Regions from separate parts of the Sus scrofa genome. Here region 2 is linked to region 1. A link is a contact called in public HiChIP or PLAC-seq data. All regions are on one chromosome and are shown on one strand. The core of a region is the stretch at or near the end of the contact, and the rest is flanking DNA. Distances in the headings are between cores, read along the strand shown. Region 1 has its middle 99 kb from the start of CWC22. Region 2 has its middle 100 kb from the start of UBE2E3.

Region 1 (5,876 bases), core at 979-3,478:
TCCTGAGCCTCCAAATTTTCTCATATAATCTCCATTCACAAAGAACAACTTGATAAAACTTTGCCAAGGAAGAACCTAACAAGTTATTTCTTCTAGTAACATGTATGTTTCTAAAAGTGATGTCTAGGGAATCACAGTTTATCACCAACAGTGGAATTTCTGGAAATGCTTTTTAGGTCCCCCTTTGGTGCAAACAACTAAGCTTAGCCTCATTTACACTTTTATACCAAATTGAACCATATGTCTTATTTCACATGCCACAACTGTTCCCTTCTACCTATTATTAAGAATTTTGCAATGGATGCACACAGGATTTTCCAGGATAAATAGAGTAGAAAATATTCGCAGTTTCATGAAACTCACCTTATTTAGTACAACAATTTCCAACTCCTGTGAGTAGTTCTACAGAGTTTTGCAAGCAATTATTACAGGATGTTTTCATTCTATCCAGTACTAGCTAGTGAGATAAAAAGCAGTCTTTCATCAAGCCTGATGTAAATTTTTTACTATCATATCCTTTAAATAGAGACTAAAGCCAGGGGAACCTAAGAACATTTAGCAAAGCCAAAAAGGAAACCAGAATATTTTAAGCTCAGAACACTGACTATTTAATTTTGGTAAAATTTTCCTTTTAAGTAGCAGTAATGTGCTCTAATTTATAGCCACAAATTTGGACTATCAGGAAAGAAAGAAATAAGGAAAGAAAGAGAAAAAGAGGGAAAGGAGGGAAGAAAGAAGGGAAGTGAAAGCAGCTCTTTTACCCCTTTCCTGTTTGCCAATTTCTGTTCCCCTCTAAACTTAAAAGTACCTAATTATAGGAATGAGATGACTAAACAATTGAACTGACTCTACTGAATGCACACCATGTCTTGTCTCACCTGTTGATTCTTTTCCTAAATAAAAAGAATTAAGCAGTTAAAAATTGATTAGCTCTCTATCCCCAACAGCCCCCATCAGCAATCCTGCAGGAAGATCACACAGGTAAAATAATATCTGAAGGGAAAGTCATTCAATGGACAATGATGCAGAACCCAACCTCCTGCCTTAAAGATTCCCTGAGATCCTCCCCACCCTCTGCCCCCAGTTTTTCCTTTAACAACTGTCCTGGCTGAGCAGAATCTTCAGAGTTAGTTTCTAGACACAAGTCCACCTTCTCTCCAGATAGCCTGCTTTTCTGATTAAAGCAACTTTTCTTTCTACTGACACTTGTCTCTCAAATTATTGACTTATGAGAAGCAAGCAGCCAAACCTAGGTTCAGTGAAGGAAGGGAGGAAAGGAGGAAGGAAGGACAGAGGAAAGGGAAAAGGAGGAGAAAGTGGGAACAGGGGGAGTGATGCCTTTCTGTGGTACCATAAACCTCTCCATTTGAATAACAAAACTGGCCAAAACGGAAAACTCCCTTTTGAAATTTACACTACGATATGAGGCAACAACCAAGGTTTCTGCATTGAAACAACTTCGCCACAGATTAATCTCAACATCTTCAACATAGTGATTCCCAGTCCTAGATGCACAGTGAGGCACTTAGCAAAATTTAAACTATACCGACGGTCCAGAAAACTCCCAAGATTTTGAGGGGATTGGCCTGGGGTGCAGCCTGGGCATCAGGAGATTTAAAAGATCCGGATGTGCAGGTATCCAGAGTCCAACACTGGACAGAAGACAAGAGCTGTTCCAGGCGCCTGTTTGAGCTGACTGCGCTTCAAGGAGACCCTGCTTCACTAGACCGCGACCTCCTGTGGAACCTCCAGAGCTTTCCCGGCATTTACTTAGTGAAACAGGGCCAGTGGTGGATTGAAGTCTCACATAGTAGCTCTCTGACACACTAATCAATTCCTCTCTCTCTCTCTTTCGGCTCTGATTCAAACTGCCTCAGGGAAAGAGACAAACAGCCGAGCCAAAGGACCGCGGCCACTGGATCACCTTTCTTTGACGAAAGAGCCAGAACCCGCCTTTCAGTAAGGCAGAGGCAGAATAGGAACGCGGCTGCCCTCTGGCGGCCTCTTGGGCGGCCTCTTTCCTGAAAAAGGAGTGTGAACGACTAATCAGACTTTCCCACTTGGTTGACATACTAGAAATAGGCTTAAATATCACTATAATGGAAGGGTTTTGTGGGGACAGAGAGAACTTTAAGGGAGAGCAGAGCCAGCCAGCCCTCCTGTAGGCCAAGTGGAACAAACACTTGCCTTCAAATCTTTCACCCACCTGTCTGCCTTCAAAGTTCTTTAAGGACTCAGGAGAGAGGTTAGCCCAAGAATAAGCGTTTTCTTCCCAGGAAGGCTCTAGCACAGTGGTTCTCAAGTTCAGTGGGCATTAAAATCACCTGGCGGGGGAGGTCCTATCGTGGCGCAGTGGAAACAAATCTCACTAAGAACCATGAGGTTGCAGTTCAATTCCTGGCCTCACTTAGTGGATTAAGGACCTGGGGTGAGCTGTGGTGTAGGTCGCAGATGCAGCTCAGATCTGGCGTGGCTGTGGCTGTGGTGTAGGCCGGAAGCTGCAGTTCTGATTAGACCCCTAGCCTGGAAAGCTCCATATTCCGCAAGTGAGGCCCTAAAAAGCAAAAAAAAAGAAAAAGAAAAAAAAAAAGTCACTTTGTGGGCTTGTAGAACTCTTGATCTTTGGGCCCTACTGCCCGGGTTTCCGATTTAGCCTATCTGGCTTTTGGGCCTGAGACTTTACCTTCCTAACAAATTCCCAAATGATAGTGCTGGTCCAGGGACCATACTTGGAGAAGCACTGGACAAACGGGCAAAGATCAGTTAATTCTTAGAAGCAATCTAATAAATCCATCAGAACTTCAGTCAAATGGAGACGAGACTGGGTGAAGTATCCATAGACTGGGCCACTGAGCAGGGTCAAAATATTTTGTCACTATGCAATTGTTCCTAAACATCAGTGGAGTAGCATAAGGCAGCCAAAAATACCAACAAAGAAGTGATCTGGATGACAATTGAACAAAAAATACCTCCTCATTGTTTTTGCCCAGTGTCCTCTGGGGGTCTCCAGGAAACATTGCATGTTCTATTGCCTAAACACCAAATCATCCCAATCTATTTAATTTAGAGGGAAGCAGACCCGATTCAAAAGCCAAAATGACAAGTTACAATAGATTTTAAACAGAGGATTTTCTATGGACAGAAGGCGATGAGAGATATATTAGTTTTCATTCCAACACCGCCACCTAGTGAAATTTTGTTTTAACATCAAACAACCTAAAATGGTGGTTTATTTTAACAGAAAAGGGCCACATCACTTGCCTACTGTGATACAACCCAAAAGGGTAAGTGAACAAAAACAGTATATTGTGGCATGCATAAGCCATTTTTGTATGAAAAGAGAGCAAAGATATTAGCTGAGGACTTTCATAAACCAAAAAATATGCACAGATTTCCCAAAGTAGTCTGATAAGAATAGGTAGTGAAAATGGGAACTTATATCAAAACATTATCTTCAAGTGCTGGGTGTATGTGCTAAAGCCTCAAGCCTCCTGATAATAATTGATAACTAATTATAGGAAAAGAAAAGAAAAATGCCTATGTTCTGTATAAATGTAAAATGATCCATATAATTGCACACCTTATAAACAAAACAGTTGAATAAGTCAAATTCTCTCTTCTCTACTATGGACCCCAGGAAGAGAGAGAGAGAGAGAAAGGAAAAAAGAGACACAAAATCACTGCTGTTGGCCCTGAGAAGGAAATGGAAAGTAAACCACTCAAGATGTTAAAAATCTGCTTTGCTGCCCACAAAATTTATATGCAAACCCCTGTTACAGGTGAGCTGATAGTTTAAGTAAGGGTAAGCATTCACTGAACATTAACAAGAAGCAATTTTATTTTTCCAACCACTGTTCCAAATGTGACTGATGGACTGCCACTTTCCTGCCTCACAATATCTCAGGCAGATTATTAATGTCTAATAATTTTCATGACTCATAAAAATACAATTTTACTGAGCCCCGGCAGGTAAAACTGGTGACCCACAGGGATGTAGCTCGCCCCTCCTCCTGGGACTCCCATGTCATGAAGCCAACCTGGGAACTTGTTAAAAAAGCAAATTCTTGGGCCTAAGTCTAGAAAGAAAGCCCCTCTCAACATCTGCAACATGAGGTTAAATGTAGGATCTCCTATTCTGTTGTTCAATTGTGATATCAATGTAACTGCCTTCATACTACGCATTGCTTGGTCTCAAACTGTTCCTTGGATGTTTTTATAAATATTGTGGAGAACATTTTACCTAGCCCATATTTCCTACCCCAAGAGAGATTTCAATATGTCCAGGCTTTTTAAATTACATTTAAGAAAGTATTTCTAATTCTACAGAGAACCCCTGAATATATCATATTTCAGTACCTTCAATTAAGGTTTTATTAAATTGTGTTTCTATTTCTCATATCAAGAATCCCTCTTCTAATAAATCTTCATTGAATTTTATATATGCTCAGCACTCTGCTTTGAAGGAAGGATAAGTACCTTAGGTTGGGTTCCCAAGAGGCAGATTCTGATATGAGAATTCATGAGTGATTTATTAAGAAGGTGCTCCCAGGAGAAATCAGAAGGGAGTAGGGAAAGCAGATCAGAAATGAAAGCCATGCAAGGATATGTTTCAGACTAAGTCCCACGGAGGGTGTCCTTGACCTGATCCTGCAAGGAACTCTGACATTTATTCAAACAAGAAATGAGGGGACTGAGCATTCATACTCCCAAGCACATTGCTCTTGAGATAAAGAGCCTGAGGTCGCCTGGCAAAGTAGGTTCACAAGTGCTGGTCACTGGAAGCAAAACCACACCAAAGCTACAAAATGACCAACAGCTGGATGAAAGGGATCCAAGGGAATCTGACTGGAGCAACAATAATCTCTGCTTCAATCAGCATAAAACTTGTTTTCTATTATTTTAGATGAGTAACAAAAATATAATGGGAGAACAATATTAAACCAAAAATAGCCAAGTGTAAAGTTATGGTAAGCTGACACACATTATAGGACACCAAAAGCAGTAGTTCCCAAACCTTCACAGCACACTGAAATCATCAGAGGATCTAAACTATAGCAACGCCTGGCTCCCATCCCTAGGCATTTTGATTTATGTGGCTTAGGGTGTAACCTGGGCTTTGGAAGGTTTTAAAGCTGCTCCCACCTCCAGGCGATTCTAATCTTAAGGAAAGTTTGGGAACCACTGATCCAAGGCAAGAAGTACTAGTGTGAATTGTTTTCCTTTGGGAAAGGACATCAGGAAAGGGGTGAGGCTGAACTGGGTCTTGAAAGATGGTTAAAGGAGTTCCTGTTGTGGCTCAGCAGTAATGAACCTGACTAGTATCCATGAGGATGCAGGTTCAATCCCTGGCTCCACTCAATGAGTTAACAACCCAGCATTGCTGTGAGCTGCAGTGTGGGTTGCAGATATGGCTCAGATCTTGTGTTGCTGTGGCTGTGGCATAGGCCGGCAGCTACAGCTCCGATACAACCCCTAGTCTGGGAACTTCCATATGCTGCAGGTGCGGCCCTAAAAGAAAAAAAAAAAAAAAGGTTAAAATTGGAGTAACCAAAAATAAAACAGGCAGATACTACTGCAGAGAAATGAAGCATTAAATTCTAAGGCAAAAATTAGCATAGCTAATAAAGGAAAATAAGGAAACCAACTTGAAAAGGTCTTGCTGAGATGAGTGAAAAATAGATTTTATAAATAAAGTGATTTCCTATTACAGTCAGCTCAGAAGTCAAGCTAAATTTTTTTAACTTGACCCACTGGGCAACTGCTGTAGATTTTTGAATAAAGGAGTGAAATGATAAAAGCGGTGCTTAAAGAAAGCATTCCAGCAACAATACAGAAGACAGATTCAAATTGCAAGAGACTTGAGTCACTGAGATCTG
Region 2 (5,876 bases), core at 1,963-4,462, 660 kb before region 1:
GATCAGTGTACAACTATATATGTAATAAAATTCATTGAGTGATTATAAAAAAGAGTTAGAAGCTATAAAGAACAACCAGAGATGAAGAATATAATAACTGAAAGGAAAAATACACTAGAACAAATCAATAGAAGATTAGATGATACAGAGGAATAGATAGGCAAGCTAGAACACAGAGTAATGGAAATCAGTGAAGCTGAAAAAAACAGAATAAAAAGAAATGAAGACAGTTTAAGAGACTTCTGGAACAAAATAAATCATACCAATATTCACATTATAGGAATCTCAGAAAGTGAAATGTGAAAGGAGTAGAGAACATATCTGAAGACATAATAGCTGAAAACTTCCCTAGCCTGGGAAAGGAAACAGACATCCAGGTCCAAGAAGTACAGAGGGTACCATACAGGATGTATTCAAAGAGGAACACATCAAGCACATTGTAATTAAACTGAAAAAAATTGAAGATAAAGAGAAATATTAAAAGCAGTAAGGGAAATACAGTAATTTAGGTACAAGGAAATTCCTACAAGGGTATTAGCTGATTTTTCAGCAGCAAATCTGCAGACTAGGAGGGAGTGGTACAATATATTTAAAATTATGAAAGGGAAAGAAGTACAACCACAAATACTGTAGTTTTGTAGACAAGCTAAAGCAAAGAGAGGTCAGGACTACCAAACCAATGTTACAAGAAATGTTAAAGGGACTTCTCTGACCATAAAGAAAAGGCCACAACTAGAAATGTGAAAATTACAAAAGGAAAAATCTCATTGGTAAAAACAAATATAAGTAAAGGAATTTAAGCTGCCATGTATAAAGCTAGTATAATAGTTACAAGCAAAAGTAATAGGGTCATACTTATTTACAATAAGTAATTAAAGCATACTCAAAAACTGTAATATATGATGTCAAATAACATAAACATCTGATGGAGGAGAATAAAAATGCAGGGTTTTTAAAATGCTTTTGAGGGAGTTCCGTTGTGGCGCAGTGGTTAACGAATCTGACTAGGAACCATGAGGTTGCAGGTTTGATCCCTGGCCTTGCTCAGTGGGTTAAGGATCCAGCATTGTCATGAACTGTGGTGGTGTTAGGGTGGCTAGCCGGTAAGCTCTGATTAGACCCCTAGCCTGGGAACCTCCATATGCTGCGGGAGCAGCCCTAGAAAAGGCAAAAAGACAAAAAAAAAAAAAAAAAAAAAAAAAAAAAGCTTTTGAAAGAGATCAGTAACTTAAAATAATCATATATATATATGCCTATGTATAGGTAGAATATAATCAATAGCTATGTAATATCTTTGGTGACATACTGTAACTTGACTTACTGTGGTGATCATTTTGAAATGTATAGAAATATCAAATCACTATGTTGAGTAATAGGAACAAATATAGCGTTGTCAGTTATGTTTAAAAAACAAAGAAACTAACAAACTCATAGAAAAAAAGATCAGATTTGTTTGCTACAGGTATGGGATTGTGGGGTGGGGAACTGGATGAAAGTGATCAAAAGGTGAAAACTTCCAGTAATAGGATAAATAACTACTGGAGATGTAGTGTAGAACATGACAAATATAGTTAACATTGCTGTATGTTATATATGAAAGTTGTTAAGTTCTCATCACAAGAAAAAATTTTTTTTTCTATTACTTTAACTTTGTATTTATATGACATGATGGGTGTTCACTAAAATTATTGGGATAATCATTTCATGATGTATGTAAGCTAATTCATGAGGTACATCTTAAATACATGTAGTACTGGAGTTCCCGTCTTGGTGCAGTGGTTAACATATCTGACTAGGAACCAGGGATTCGGGTTCGATCCCTGGCCTTGCTCAGTGGGTTAAGGATCCGGCATTACCGTCAGCTGTGGTATAGGTTGCAGAAGCGGCTCGGATCCCACGTTGCTGTGGCTCTGGCATAGGCCGGCGGCTACAGCTCTGATTTGACTCCTAGCCTGGGAACATCCATATGCTGCGGGTGTGGCCCTAGAAAAGACAAAAAGATGAAAAAAAAAAAAATACATGTAGTACTGTATGTCAACTATATCTCAATAAAACTGCAACAAAAAAAATATTGTAAGAACCAGGTATTGTAAACAAATTTCTCATTACACAGTTTCCAAGTTACTATTGACACTGCAAGAAGGGCTCCATCATTAGAATCTAACCTACCCTGAATCATAGAAAGAGAATGGAATCCAATCAAAAACCTTGGCCTTGAATATCAATGATTTCCTCCTAGATGAAGAGTTGTTACCTTCTTTGGCATCTCATCATGTACAGACTACTTTACTTTGCATCTTCTCTAAATACTTTGTTTAGCCCTACTCATTGTCCCCTAACCTTTAAATTAGCTATGTCTGTTAAAAGCAATTTTCACATATTGTGACTGAAGGTTCATTTAGTCAACAAATATTTGTCACACACTGTGTATTGAATATTGTTTTTACTAGAAATATAGCAACATACAAAAGAGGCAAAAAGCCATATCCTTGTAGTCTTGCTACATTCTAGTTTACATACTAGTGGGGAAAGAATATATCAAACAGGATTAACAAGAAACATATCATAAGTTAAGCCAAGCTAAATATTTAAGAAGGAAAAGGTAGTAAAGGAAGATAGATGGTTTAGTGGTGGGGAGAGCTGTTGAGTTTTGATGGGGTGACTAGGAAGGGAACAGCTATAGCAGGGAGCTATGTGATCATTTGGAGAAAAGGGCTCAAGAAGTGAAAAAGTTCCAAGGCAGGAGAGTTCTGGAATGTTTATTGGAGGAATCCAGTGTGGCTGGAGTAGATTGGACACCCTGAACAGTGACCCAAGATGAAGTCTAAGAAACAAAGAATGTGTATATTAGGAAAAGATCATGTGGATTTAAATATAAGGAAGGCTTATGCTGTGAATGAAATGGGAAGCCATTGCAAGGTGTTCAATAGGACAGTCATGTTCTGGCAGATTTTAATAGAGTTGCATTGGCTGCTAGATCAACAGTCATATTAAAATGTGCAAAAGCAGAAGCAGAGACCAGACAAAGAGGCCAATGCAATAATTCAGGGGGAAATCAGTGACTTGAATCTGTTGGTATCAGTAGAGATTGTGAGTGGAGATTAGATCTTGAAGGAAGAAGATTTGCTAGTAAATGAGGTATTAAGTGTGACAGAAATGGAGAAGTGAAGACTGATTCCTTGTTTTGGCTTGAGCTACTGGAAGCATTTTAGTTTCCATTAAGTCAGATAGGAAGATCCCTGGTGGGGCAGGCTTAGTGGAGGGTGTAAGGGAAACTAATATCAAGAGTTTAGTGCTATTCATTTTAGGTTTGGAGATGTCCATTAAACATTCAAATGAAAAGGCTGAGTGGGCAGTTGGATTTGTAAATTTGGAATTCAGAAGAGAGATGTGAACATATAATTTGAGAGTTAGCATGTAGAGGCATTTAAAGCCATGAGACTGATGATCCATTTCATACAAATTGTGACAGACTTCTGTCATCGCTAGGGAAGTTTATCATATTAAATTTCAAGAGTAATGCTATTTTTAAGGTAATGCTATTTTAGGGTAGTGCTAAAATCTCTGTGCTTTTTAGAACTCAGTATATTTCTACAGGCTTAGAAGAGTTAGTCCTAGCATTTATTACACAAAAGATAGAATAATGCTTACATTAAAATCAAAAATGAAAAAGAAGTATGCAAAATTATATGCATTATATAATCAGAAAAGTGTAAAAGATGCTTAGACAAAGATGTGAAGGAAATACAAAATTTTTTATTTTGATTATCTTAGGCATTAGGATTATGGATACAATTTTCTAATTTTTTCTTTAATTCATTCTCCAAATTTTCCATAAAGTATTAATTTTTTTTAAAAAAGTGGGCAAAAAAATAAAGTTCCAAGGTTATGCAAATAAAAATTTCTTCCTGTGTGCTGATGAGCCAATCAGATATGTAACAGAACCCAGTGACTAACTGCACTGCATTTCATCATTTGTGATTATATATTATATGATATAAAACATAAAAATGAAGATGAAGGGCATTCACCAATCTTATCTGGATATCATATAAACATATGTGGTTTATTGACAGCTTATCAATACCTGAGACCAGGTGTTCTAGAGAAATAAGAATTAAAGAGGTCTCATAACCAGCCTGGTCCAAGGAGCTCACTATATTCAGGCTGCTCATTATTTCCACATCAACTTGGTGCAATTTCCAGCTCCTGTTTTGGTCTCTGATCTCCTTCTCCAGCACACAGGCTCCCTTTGGGATTTCTTTTTTAACGCAAACTTTCACCATGGGGTTTTTTCCCACCTTGTTATTCCAGACACACTGAAGGGTTTTGATTCTTCAAGGTTTATTTCAAAGTGCTTCAAAGAGGGACCTCCTGAAGTGGTATAAAATAGATTTAACAATACCAACCTCCCTCATAAGGCTGCTGTGAGGAATAATAATATAAAAGACTACAAAGCACTTTGTAAATATAAAGTTCTATACAAATGCTTAATAATAATTACTGGGCATAGCACAACGCAGTCTTTTGTGTGTTCATATTAAGTGCCAATGTGTTGGATAAGTTTCCTTCCTCCAGTCATTCTTCTATATTTATAATAAAAATGTTTTATTTAAAATCATGTATAGAACCTCCTCATGCTCCACACCTTGGATGTGTTTACAAGCAAGAACCGAAACAATGTCAGCTGGTGGGAAAAGAATCAGGTTGTCTTGGGTGCAGCTCTCTTTATGTTTGAAGATGCTTTGGCACAGTAGGGAAACCAGAGATGTATAACCTCATGGTATTTTTTTTTTCTCTGAATGGTTAGATACATATATCTGTCCATTGACAGGGCAGTACTTTCTGCATTCAGATCAATATGAAGATTTGCTTAAGTTATGCAATCACATCTCTGTTTTTGTCGATACAAGGGAATCAACCTTACTCTTCAAATTTTCATCAATTGGCACTGAAATTAAATAGCTTCAGATTTCTTGTGTTATTACAAGTTTCTTTAAACAATCCCTTTCATTCACCAGATTTTTACAGTCTTGGTCTATTGGTCTGTTTTCTCATTTGTAACCAAATCTTCCAAATATAGCATTCCTTCTGTGTCTGAAAAGTATCCATTTAAGAGACCATCTACCTTTGGCTAGTAGAATTCTCATGAAAACAAATCTGATCAAAATAGTTTTATTTAGAAATATTCTTATAATTCTTTTCTAAGATAAAATTTGGCCTAAATTATCTCCACAGTAATCCCCCAGTGCAGTAGCTATAAAGATAAACTTGACCAGTTTTCCAAAGCATAAGACTATATCCCTGTCACACTAAGATGCATAGAAACTGACAGGGGATAAGAATCCAAATGTAGGAAAGCTTTGTTTACTCCATGGACCAAAAAAATAAAAGGGAAATCTTTGCTATAAGAGAGGGTTTAATTTAATGTGGGAATCCCGTACTCTTCCTATCCCTAAGGAAAGATTTGTACCTGCTTGGACTTTCATTCTTCAGCAAACATTTGAGTTGTTACCGAGGTTCATATGCTGTGCATGGTGCTGGGAAACAGTTTACGATTCATAATCCACAGTACCAATCAAAATCTGATAGTTGAGTCAGACATATTAAGATACAATTGGGAAGCTTCTGCTGGGGCACAATGGGATCAGCAGTGTCTGGGGAGAGCTGGGATGCATTTCAATCCCTAGCCCGGCACAGTGGGTTAAGGTTTGGGCATTGCTGCAGCTGCAGCTTGGGTCACAACTGCAGCTCCAATCTGATCCTTGGCCTGGGAGCTCCATATGCCGTGGGGTGGCCAAAAATGAAAAAAATAATCATAATAAAATAAAAAAACATACGATTGCAGTAAGATGACATATGTACTATAATGTGGG

The links. HiChIP or PLAC-seq counts read pairs in DNA pulled down with a chosen protein or histone mark.
Region 2: a contact with region 1 is called in an H3K27ac HiChIP or PLAC-seq map of skeletal muscle, with 15 times the contacts expected there. The contact joins two enhancer-like sites. A contact is called at or near these places in 1 of 47 Hi-C or Micro-C datasets (embryonic fibroblasts) and 1 of 2 datasets of contacts at active chromatin or transcription factors (skeletal muscle).

Annotation. Positions count from the first base shown.
Region 1 is chr15:85,701,918-85,707,793 of Sscrofa11.1, reverse strand. No RefSeq gene overlaps it. Among named protein-coding and RNA genes, the nearest start is that of CWC22, 99 kb to the right of the region's middle. Within about 2 kb of position 2,228, at least 5 of the 83 cell types and tissues checked have an H3K27ac peak or open chromatin away from gene starts, as enhancers often do. A contact at or near this core is called in skeletal muscle, where this site is marked.
Region 2 is chr15:86,365,282-86,371,157 of Sscrofa11.1, reverse strand. No RefSeq gene overlaps it. Among named protein-coding and RNA genes, the nearest start is that of UBE2E3, 100 kb to the left of the region's middle. Within about 2 kb of position 3,212, at least 1 of the 83 cell types and tissues checked has an H3K27ac peak or open chromatin away from gene starts, as enhancers often do. A contact at or near this core is called in skeletal muscle, where this site is marked.